Linked DNA regions of Rattus norvegicus: region 2 is linked to region 1. A link is a contact called in public Hi-C data. All regions are on one chromosome and are shown on one strand. The core of a region is the stretch at or near the end of the contact, and the rest is flanking DNA. Distances in the headings are between cores, read along the strand shown.

Region 1 (5,066 bases), core at 2,507-5,006:
GTCTTAGAGTTTAACTGCCTCTGTCTGCTCACCTAGGCCTAGTCCTGGCAGCTTCTAGCCTCAGTACGATTTAACCTAGCTTTTGGCCTCTGAGCCTCTGCTTGCTGCTGAATACGTTCACCCTTCCTTCTTCTTTCAGAGCTCTGGCTGGATGGTCAGCTCAGCTGCTCTGGCTCAAACTCCTAACCATGATAGCTAGCTCAACCTGGCTCCTCTGGGCTACTCCTGAATTGCTCTGCTGACCTCAAATTATCTCTGTCAATCTGTTCTAATCGTCTGGCTCCTTTTCATTCTCTGACTCATTCTGTCTTCACCTGTGTCTCGTTTGTTCTCTCTCTGCAACCTGTCTCTGTGTAAAACTGCCTCTCTCTCTCTCTCTCTCTCTCTCTCTCTCTCTCTCTCTCTCTCTCTGCACTGCTCCTCAAGTAGATTCCATTTCCTCTCTCTTCTCAAGAGAGGTGGGCATATCCTATTGTGTCAAATCTTTCTCTGATTCATCACTTTGTCTATTCAATTAGAAGTCACTTGCAAACATGGGTGCTTCCTTCTACAAACTAACTTTACCTTCATTGCTTGAGATTAAAGGTGCTCACTGTATCAGAGGGGTTAAAGATTGTACTAAGGCAGAACCACACCACAACTAGAAACAGCTTTTTTCAGTTTGATCACAGTGTGATCGAATATCCTGTAACACTTCCCCCTTTTCATCTAAGCTAAAATTTGTACATAGTTTCACTTTTTGTAATAGAAACAGTTATCAATCCCATAATCTCTCTGTGTGGCCTAAGCTGTCCTCAAATTTCTGGGTTCCAACAATTCTTTTGCCTCAACCTTCCCAGTAGCTAGAATTCAAGGCAGTGCCAACTTCTACGTATGCATACACACAGGCGCACACACACACACACACACACACCACACCACACCACACACACACACACACACACACCACACACACACACACACACTCACAGTCATACTCATACAGCAGTGTTGAAGATGGAATCTAGGGTGCCATGCATGCTAGGAAAGTGCTCTAATCTTTGGACATACCCTCAGATCCGGAACACTTTTTTTTTTTTTTTTTTTTTGGTTCTTTTTTTCGGAGCTGGGGACCGAACCCAGGGCCTTGCACTTCCTAGGCAAGCGCTCTACCACTGAGCTAAATCCCCAGCCCTTAAAAGTTTTTTTTTGTTTGTTTTTTTGTTTTTTTTTCGGAGCTGGGGACCGAACCCAGGGCCTTGCGCTTCCTAGGCAAGCACTCTACCACTGAGCTAAATCCCCAGCCCCCGGAACACTTTTAAATATCAAAAAAAGGCCCAGCAATATTGACAGTTCTTCATGCTATATCAATTATTAACTTGAGAACAACCATAGTTTGAACACTAGAACGTATAACAGTCTTTCTAATGACAACATACTTTTACAAGGCTGCTCTTAGAAGAGCCTGCTGATGAAAGGTAAGTACTGTTCAAACTCAGCACGGAGCAAGAAATAGTTGCTCAGGGTTTTAATGTTTGAGCAACTGTGTGGTCCCAAAGAGTTCACATACACACCCATAAGCTGACTACTCGTAATTATTTACAAAGAAAGTGAAGCCAGGTGTGGTAACGTATGCCTTTAATCACAAAGCTCAGACTTAGACTAGTTCCAACACAGAGGCAGGAGGATCTCTGTGAGTTTGAGACTAGCCTGGTCTACTTAGTGAGCTCAAGGCCAGCCAGGGCTATACAGTGAGACATTGTCTTAAAAGGAACAGCAGAACTGTTCAAGCTGAGCACAGTGGTACGTACCTTTAATCCCTACACTTTGGAGGTTCAGCAAGATCAACAGTGCAAGGACAGCCTGGACTACAGGGAAAACCTAATCTTCCCGTTCTCTTTCCTTTGTTTCTTTGTATCTTCCTCCCCCTCCCCCTCCCCCCTCTTCCTCTTTTTCCTCCTCCTCCTCTTCTTCCTCCTCTTCCTCCTCCTCCTCCTCCTTCATCTTCTTCAAGACAGGATCTTTCTAAGTAGTCTGACTGTACTGGAACTCTTTCTAGACAGGTTAGCCACAAATCAGAGACTCTACTCCCAAATCCTGGGATTAAAGACATGTGCTACCACAAATGGCCCAAATGTTTCAAACAAGCCTAATAGCAATGATAATAATTTAAACCAGTCAGAGTTACACAGAGAAACCCTGTCTTTAAAACAAAACAACGAAGGGGCTGGGGATTTAGCTCAGTGGTAGAGCGCTTACCTAGGAAGCGCAAGGCCCTGGGTTCGGTCCCCAGCTCCGAAAAAAAGAACCAAAAAAAAAAAAAAAAAACAAAACAAAAAAACAAAACAACGAAACCCCACAAACAAATAAAAACCAAAAAAAAAAAAAAAACCACAAAAAATTAAAATTAAGGGCTGAAGACATCTCTCAGTGGTTAAGAGAACTGGCTGCTCTTCCAGAAGTCCTGAGTTCAATTCCCAGCGACCACATGGTGGCTCACGCCTGTGTGTGACTCCATCTTGATGAATTCTGACACTTTCACACAGATATACACAAGCAGGCAAAGCACCAGTGCACATAGTAAAAAAAAAAAATAAGTAAATAGAATAAAAAGGGTTTTAAAAAACAAACATAGATAGATGGACTTTTTTTTTTTTTTCTTTCGCTTTGAGACAGCACAGACTGGCTCAGGCCGGCCTTAATTTATACAATCCTCCTGTATCAGCCTTTCCCAGTACTGGGATTACAGAAAGGAGCCACACTCAGGTACTGCTACTACTGTTATTTTACTGCAACAGGATCTCACTACAAGTAGCCCAGGCTGGACTGCAACTCAGAGACCCCCTGCTTTGGCCCTGAGTGTTGGGATTAAAGTTCAAGGACAGCCTGGACTACAGGTACCACCACACTGAACTTTCCAACAATTAACTTTTAACTCTTATGCTCACTCCACTAAAACTGGTGCACAGTTAATGCTCAATAAATATTTTTTAAGCGAATGAGAAAAGCAGGTTTGGAAAACAGTGGCTTGAGTTGTGATATAACCCGGCAAGCAGGAGAGAAAGTTTCCAGGAAAGAAACAGTTAAAGAATTTGAAGAACTAAGCATGGGTGGTTACATAAAGTTTGGTTAAGGAAAAGGAATACCAAATGCTTTCCACAGAGTTGCTCTGTTTACTTCTGGGGGTGGGGGTGGGGCAACGTGTACTTCTGTTATGTAAATATGTAAGAGTTCTCAAAGTTAGTAGAATTGTTTGGACTCAGTACTGTGCCATCCTGTCTGTGCCTACCCAGATTCCAAGCCATCTAGAACTCACTCCATCTGGGCCTCGAAGTGTTTCCCCAAATCCTGAAGGCTCCAAGTCAGCACTGTTACCCGCCCGGCACCACTTCCCTATTCCCGAAAGCAACTCAGACACTGTTTCCTTTCATTTTATTTCAAGATTGCACAATCTATGGTTTGAATTTTTTCGCTTTTCAAATTCTGACACAGTAACACAGCGGAGAATGGAGTTGCAGATAGGCAGTTCCGGGCCTCTCTGCCCTGCTTCTAGTTCTCTTCCCACACAGGCCTCCTTTTCAGGCTGGGAGACTCATGGATGTGTGTAGGGACCACAAGCTAATTGCCCTAGACTAGGAGAGGGTCTCTTTGAAACGAACTCTGGAGAGGTTTCCTGCCACACCTCTGGATGAGGGTGTGTCACCATGGAGACACGGCTGCTGTCATTGGCTGGCGCCTGGGGCTGGATATAAAAGCCGGCCCAGCAAACAGTGCATTAACAGTCTTGACCGGACTCTGGCTGTGTCGCCGTGGAGCGGAAAGGGCAGGATTTCGGCGCAGCCGTCGGTGACACCATGGAGAACGAGTAAGTGCGGGGCCCGGCGACTTGGGCGTTTTGCCGAGGGGGACGGGCTGTCGCTGAGAACTGCGAACTTAGCAGCCTGGGCCCAGAGAAGGAGCGAGTCTGCTGGGGATGCAGAGAGGCCTGGCACAGAGCCCAGTGGCAGACTCGGGGCTCCGGCATGGTGGGGCGGCTGCCGCGTCCGGCCGGCGCGGGAACCAGCGGTAGGGGCGCCCCGGAGCAGGAAGGAACAGGTTAGCACAGTGTTGGCACTGTCACCAGGAACGTTGTGCCTCTGTGGTGTATGTGGAAAAGAAGGTACAAGCCCAGACGACTTCGAAACACAAGTTTCCATTCTGGGGGTCTAGGTAACCCAGGAGATAATTCTGTTGTGCTGTCCCGCAGTTCCTTGAGAAGGAAAATTGCTCACTTTTCATGACAGCCCCTCCCTTTCCTCCAAACTGGAGGTCGTATTAACAAATTAGGAATGGAGTCTCTTTAAGGCTGGAAAATCTGTATTCATTGACCTGCTCAGAAGACACTTTTCCACTCCTTCCTCCTCACTTAAAAAAAAAAAAAAAAAAGAATCTCCCTTCGTTTTGCGTCGGGAACTCCTAGATTGACTCACCAGCAGAGCTGTAGGGATCACAGCTTTAGGGTGATCTCAGGTCCGACGCGTCCTCGGGGACTGTGAGCTAAGGCTGGACAGGGCCGGGGGGGGGGGGGTAGAGGTGGGGGGAAGAGCAAGCCTCAAACTTCCGGCCCTTTAGGATGCTGTTAATTCTTGCCTATTTAATTGCTTCTGTTTGTCACCCGTGGCTCTATCTGCCCCACTAGCTGTTTCATTAAGGATAACCTGTTGTGTTGCAGTCCTGTTTTGTTTCCTATAATATACTCCTGTGGCAGTGTGTGACAAGGTCTTGCTATATTTCCAGGCTAGGCTCAAGTTATCCTAATGTCTGGGTCTGTGACGTAGCTGAGACTTAAGGCTCTCCGTCTGGAAGACAAATGCTTGTGGAGGCTTTTTTTGGTTGCGTTCAATGCTTGTACACCTCTGTCCTTCCGTTCCTGAGAGCAATCTTTGATCTTTGCCGTTGGATGTAATAGAATTGGACTTGGGACTGTGAGAAGGTCCAGGTTTATTAGACAGAGAGTATCTAAATGCTTGTTTTGGAACCCTGGAACTTGCAGAGATCCTCCTGCTTTGCCCCCCCACCCCACCCCAGTGCTGGGATTAAAGGGCTCC
Region 2 (5,125 bases), core at 137-2,636, 77 kb after region 1:
AGCAAGGAGGAGACTGTCCACACTGGGTAGAACTCGACAGTATATATGATCTCAGAGCCGGCCTCCACAGTGACACACTTCCTCTTAGCACTGCCCCTCCCTACGGCTAATATTTCAAACACTTGAGTCTATGGGGGGTCATACCTATTTAAGCGCCACATGCCGTTTCTGTGCCATTTTCAGGATTGGTTGTGTGTGGTGCGGTTCTTGAACTTGACCACGTCTGTGTGGTAAGGTGCAGTCCCTGAAGTGCCTGGGACTAGAAGAGAAATGAATGAACAAACAAACAAACAGTACCTTTACCTGCTGGGACACCTTGCCAAACCTGGTTCAGATCTTCCTGTTTAAATAGGGAATTAAAATGATATGGATACAGCTTAGCGGTTTTCTCATCTAACTTTTTATTTTCCAGGAGCAACTACAGAAATGTTGTTTTCAGACAAGGCCAGACAAGACCACCCAACTCTGTTTAGGGACACTCTGCAGACAAAGTCAGGCAGAGGCGGGGAAACCTGGCTGAGAAAGAGACTCTTACATTTTGCACCAAGCTCAGAAACCCATCCAGTCAGGGGGACTGTGACCTTTATAGCAGGGTTCTCCAACAATCCCTCCCTTCAGATCAAAGAATTCCTTAAAGTATACTTTATAGACCTGTATTAGTGCCCACAAATCCATCTTGTCTGTCCTTTTCAGTCACGGACTATTTTCCTTTCTTTTTCAATTTTGACTATTGCAAAAGAAATTCCCTCTTCTGTCTATATATTTTCTTAAAGATATCGTTTGTTTTCATTTGATGTGCACACATGTCTCTCCTGAATGATGCTAAGCGTAGCATGTGTACAGCATGCCTGTGGAGGCCAGTAGAGCTGTGTTAGGTCCCTTGGAGCTGGAGTCAGACTTGTGAGGCGCCATGCTTGTCCTAGGACCAAACCTAAATCCTTTGCAAGAGCCGAGAGTGCTCTTAATGGATGAGCCATTTCTCCACCCCCCCCCCCCCAATTTTGAAAAATTTTTTTCAGTACAATAGTCTAATTGGCATTTAAGAACTTTCTGAACTTAAGATCCACCCTTCAAAGTCACTGTGTCCTTTGAAGGTTCTGATAAGAAATCAGTGATTATTTGGAAGGGCCGCTGGCTTGCCGTTTGTCTCTTTTGTCTCTTAGTGTAGTGTTTGTTGTTGCTGTTGTTGTTGCTGTTGTTATTATGATCAGGCGATCACTGAGGTCTCGGTGTGGGCAGCACTGCACCAGCAGAGTCTGAGATGCTCAGCACACACTGGGATCATTCAACGGTGCAGCCGTCAATGCTGGGCCCATCCATTCCTGTGCAGCCCTTACGATGCCCTGTGAGAGTTCCCAGGCAGACTTCAGCTCTCACAGGTTCTCTGGTCACTGATCCAAAGTTCATTTTCTGTGATCTCGCAGCATTTGGTTGTAGGGTTTCAACATATTGCCCCTTGGAACTTGCTCTGAGTTTCTTTTTTCTTTATTTTTTTCACTAGAAACTGTATTTTAATCTTCCTTTGTGAACATTCCAAATAGTATATCAACTCAGTATTAGGAGGTTTAAGAGACGGCCCAACAGTAAAAAGGCCAAGCTCTCAGGAGCCTTCCAACTCCAGTGGTTCCTACCCTGTGGTAGAGCTCCTTCTCAGATCCTAGACTGAAAAACCAGCAGATCTGTAAACCAAGCACACAGATCTAATGACCAAGTGAGAGTCTGGATAGTAAGGTGCATGGACTCGTGACCACCAGTAACATCCAGTCTTAGGACTTCCAAGACTTCTAAGCTCATGTCTCCTGTGGATGCCTCCCAGGTACCTCTCTGTTCTCCCTGCCACACAGGGAACAGTATGAGGAATACAACAGAAGCCAAAGACAGGAAGACCAACCACAGTGGAGATGAGGGTGGGCGGAGGAGGGGGGTGAAACACTGGCAAAGCAACTGAAAAGTTGGTGACATTTGCTCTTGGGAAGGAGAGGTAGGGCCCGGAACAAGGATGGCAGCTGGAAGGTGAAAGGCAGTCCCAGCCCTCAGCAGCAGCAATGATCAGGCTTGAAGGGGCTGTTAATGGACATGCCCAGGTAGTGGGCCTGCTTCTCAGTCCAGGTACTGAGCCTGCTTCTCAGTCAGCCTGGTCAACTTCACATTCTGCTTGCCAGGTGGGTTTCAGCCGTTGCCTCATCCAGCTTCTTAGGCAGGAAGTGAACCCCCACAGGGTATTTATCTGGGTGTGTCCACAGCTCAATCTGTGCCATCACCTGGTTCGTGAAGTTGCTCATCATGAAGCTGGGGCGGCCCAGGTTGACCAGATGGCCTTCAGCCAGCAAGATGATGTAGTACCCATTCTTTATCCACTAGTGGTCCATCTGGGGCTGGATATTCACCTTCTCCACAGCGTTCTCATTGAGCCACTTCACATCAATCTCCACATTGAAGCATCCAGCGTTATAAACAATGGCATCATCCTTCATCTGTTCAAAGCGCCAGCCAAGGATGATATCAACACAGCCTGTGGTGGTGACAAGGATGCTCCCTTCTTACAGGCCTCGTCCATGCTGGTTACCTCATAGCCCTCCATGGCAGCTTTCAGTGCATTGATGGGGTCAATCTCAGTGATGATGACTCAGATCCAGAAACCCCTCAGGACCTGGGCACAACCCTTGCCCACATCACCACAGCCCGTAACCACTGCCACTTTGCCTGCAATCATCATATCTGTGGCCCGTTGGATGCCATCTCTGAGGAATTCCTGGCAGCCATAGAGGTTGTCAAACTTGTCCTTGGTGACATAATTGTTGACATTAATGGCAGGCACCTTCAGTATTCCATTGGCCGTCCTCTTGTAGAGGTTGTGGACCCCAGGTGTGGTCTCCTCAGAGATACTTCAGGTGACTGACAGAAGCTGTGGGTATTTGGTGTGGATGAGGTTAGTAAGGTCACTGCCATCATCCAGAATCATGTTGAGCAGTCCATTCTTGAAGTGCAACGTCGGGCTGGAGAGATGGCTCAGCGGTTAAGAGTACCCGACTACTCTTCCAGAGGTCCTGAGTTCAATACCCAGCAACCACATGGTGGCTCACAACCATCTGTAAAGAGATCCGATGCCCTCTTCTGATGTATCTGAAGTGCAACGTCTGCTCAATGCACCACAGATACTCTTCATCTGTCTCGCCTTGCTAGGCAAACACTGGAATGCCAGCCTTGGCAATGGCAGCCACTACATGGTCCTGAGTGGAAATATAGCAGCTGGACCACCGCACCTCAGCATTCAGGGCCACGAGACACCAGTTTCAATGAGGACACCAGTCTCCACAGTCATGTGCAGGCAGCCAGCAATGCGAGCACCCTTCCGTGGCTTGGCAGCCAGCAACGCGAGCGCCCTTCCATGACTTGGAGGCTGAGTACATCTCCCGCATGCGCATCAAACTGGCATCTCCTTCTCGGCTATGTCCAGGGCCTTCCGTCCCCAGGCAGCCAGTCCAATGTCCACAAGTTTGTAGGGCAGTTTATCAGCCATGCTGGTGGCACTTCTGCTAGGAGTGATGAACTCAGTGAAGGAGGCCGGGCAGCGCAGGGCCTGCTCTGCGTTTCTTAGGAGCGTGATTCATAGAGGCTGTCCTGCTCTGTCAGTGGTCAGAACCTACCAGAGTGCTTTTCTCAGCCTCTTTCTCTCTTAACCAGCGTGCTCACACCTCACCATAGCTGTTTAGATTATTTGTTGAATTTCTGATTGCTGGTGCCCCCATAAGTTGTTTTCTTGAGACTATGTCCAGCAGTACCTGAGTGCCGTTTGTCATCTTCCAGTTCTCCTGACTTGCAATTTTTGATGTAAGTTCTTGCTGTGTAGCCCGGGTTTCTTGTGCTGAGTCTTCTTCATACTGTAAAAAAAAAAAATCTGCTCTACCACAGCCCTATAGCTTCAGCACACACCCTGAATTTTAACGGTCCCGTCACCATCTTCAGAATACTGAAATCACGAAGTGTACCTCACACATGCAGTCAAAAACAATTTTAGGGTGGCACACCTCCTTTTGATACTTAGGGGATATTGAAGTTGACATATACCTTTGATGGTCTCTGGACTACTGTTTGAAGTAACTAAGCAGGTCTCTCTTTTCTTGTAGATAGTCAGGAGGAAAGGATCCGCGTGTGCATGAACGGTGCTGATCGGAGTATGCTATGCCTCCTGCAGTATTTTTCTTAGAACCATCAATTCCATCCTTTGGTCATACTTGTGTTAATCCCTCAGGGTACTCCAGGTTCTACCAGGGAGGCAAGGACCGTTAATCGACACTTCTGGACCCTCAGCTGGAGACAGAAGGCCCAGGGACAACTTCAGACCAGTTTACTGTCAATATTTTTCTATATACTAAACATGGAACAATATTGAAGATGTGCTGGTGGCAATGAGCCACTGTAAAAGGTGTGCACAACAGGAGGCTGAGGGTCTTTTCTTTCATTTAAGATTATTTTCTGCAAAATCTCACAAGTTTACTTTAATTTTAAAGATGGGAAATTGATTGGTTAGAGCAAAACAGTGTTGTCTTCTAAATTTAACTCATTTTTTTCCGAGACAGGGCCTCACTGTGGTGGTCTGAAATGCAGAGATCTGCCTACCTCTGCTTCCCAAGTACTAGAATTAAAGACAGGTACCACTTTGACCAGCCAAGGGAGGTTTTTAAATTGTTGCTTATTTTGTTGGTAAGATCTCACTTGGTGGCTCTGAATTCACAGACTTTATATTCAGTTCATTCCTTTAGTAGACATCTGCCCACTGTCCAACTGTAAAAAATTGCCTCCCTGAGGAGAGATGAGATCAGTACTAATCTGTAGTGTACACATAAGAATTTAGAAGGCAGCTGGACACTATATCCCTTTATAAAAACAGTAATAAATTCTTCCCAAGAGCCTATGATTCCCCAATCATGTTCTTGACCAAGCTTACAGTGCCAGACCTGAATTCCCTTCTAGACTGCTGGCCTCAAATCCAATTAGAAAGAGGCTGGTTATCAGACAAATAGTCATGCCACTACTGTATCAATGGGCAGAGCTATCCAGTCAGGTCACTATTGTGGATGGTGGGTTCTACATCAGTTGATGGCTCTTCATTCCCAACAGCTTG

Evidence for each region. Hi-C and Micro-C count contacts between places; a contact is called where the count stands out from the background.
Region 2: a Hi-C map of liver shows a contact between it and region 1, with 1.7 times the contacts expected there. The contact joins the enhancer-like site here to the promoter of Pnp in region 1. A contact is called at or near these places in 4 of 12 Hi-C or Micro-C datasets (hepatocytes, kidney and liver).

The regions. Positions count from the first base shown.
Region 1 is chr15:26,640,391-26,645,456 of GRCr8, forward strand. It overlaps Pnp (purine nucleoside phosphorylase), which reads left to right and starts at 3,757. Exons shown (of 6, transcript NM_001399678.1): 1 at 3,757-3,844. The coding sequence starts at 3,834.
Region 2 is chr15:26,720,250-26,725,374 of GRCr8, forward strand. It overlaps the pseudogene Psma7-ps2 and the pseudogene Ahcy-ps6. Among named protein-coding and RNA genes, the nearest start is that of Rnase9, 14 kb to the right of the region's middle. Within about 2 kb of position 1,387, at least 1 of the 93 cell types and tissues checked has an H3K27ac peak or open chromatin away from gene starts, as enhancers often do. A contact at or near this core is called in liver, where this site is marked.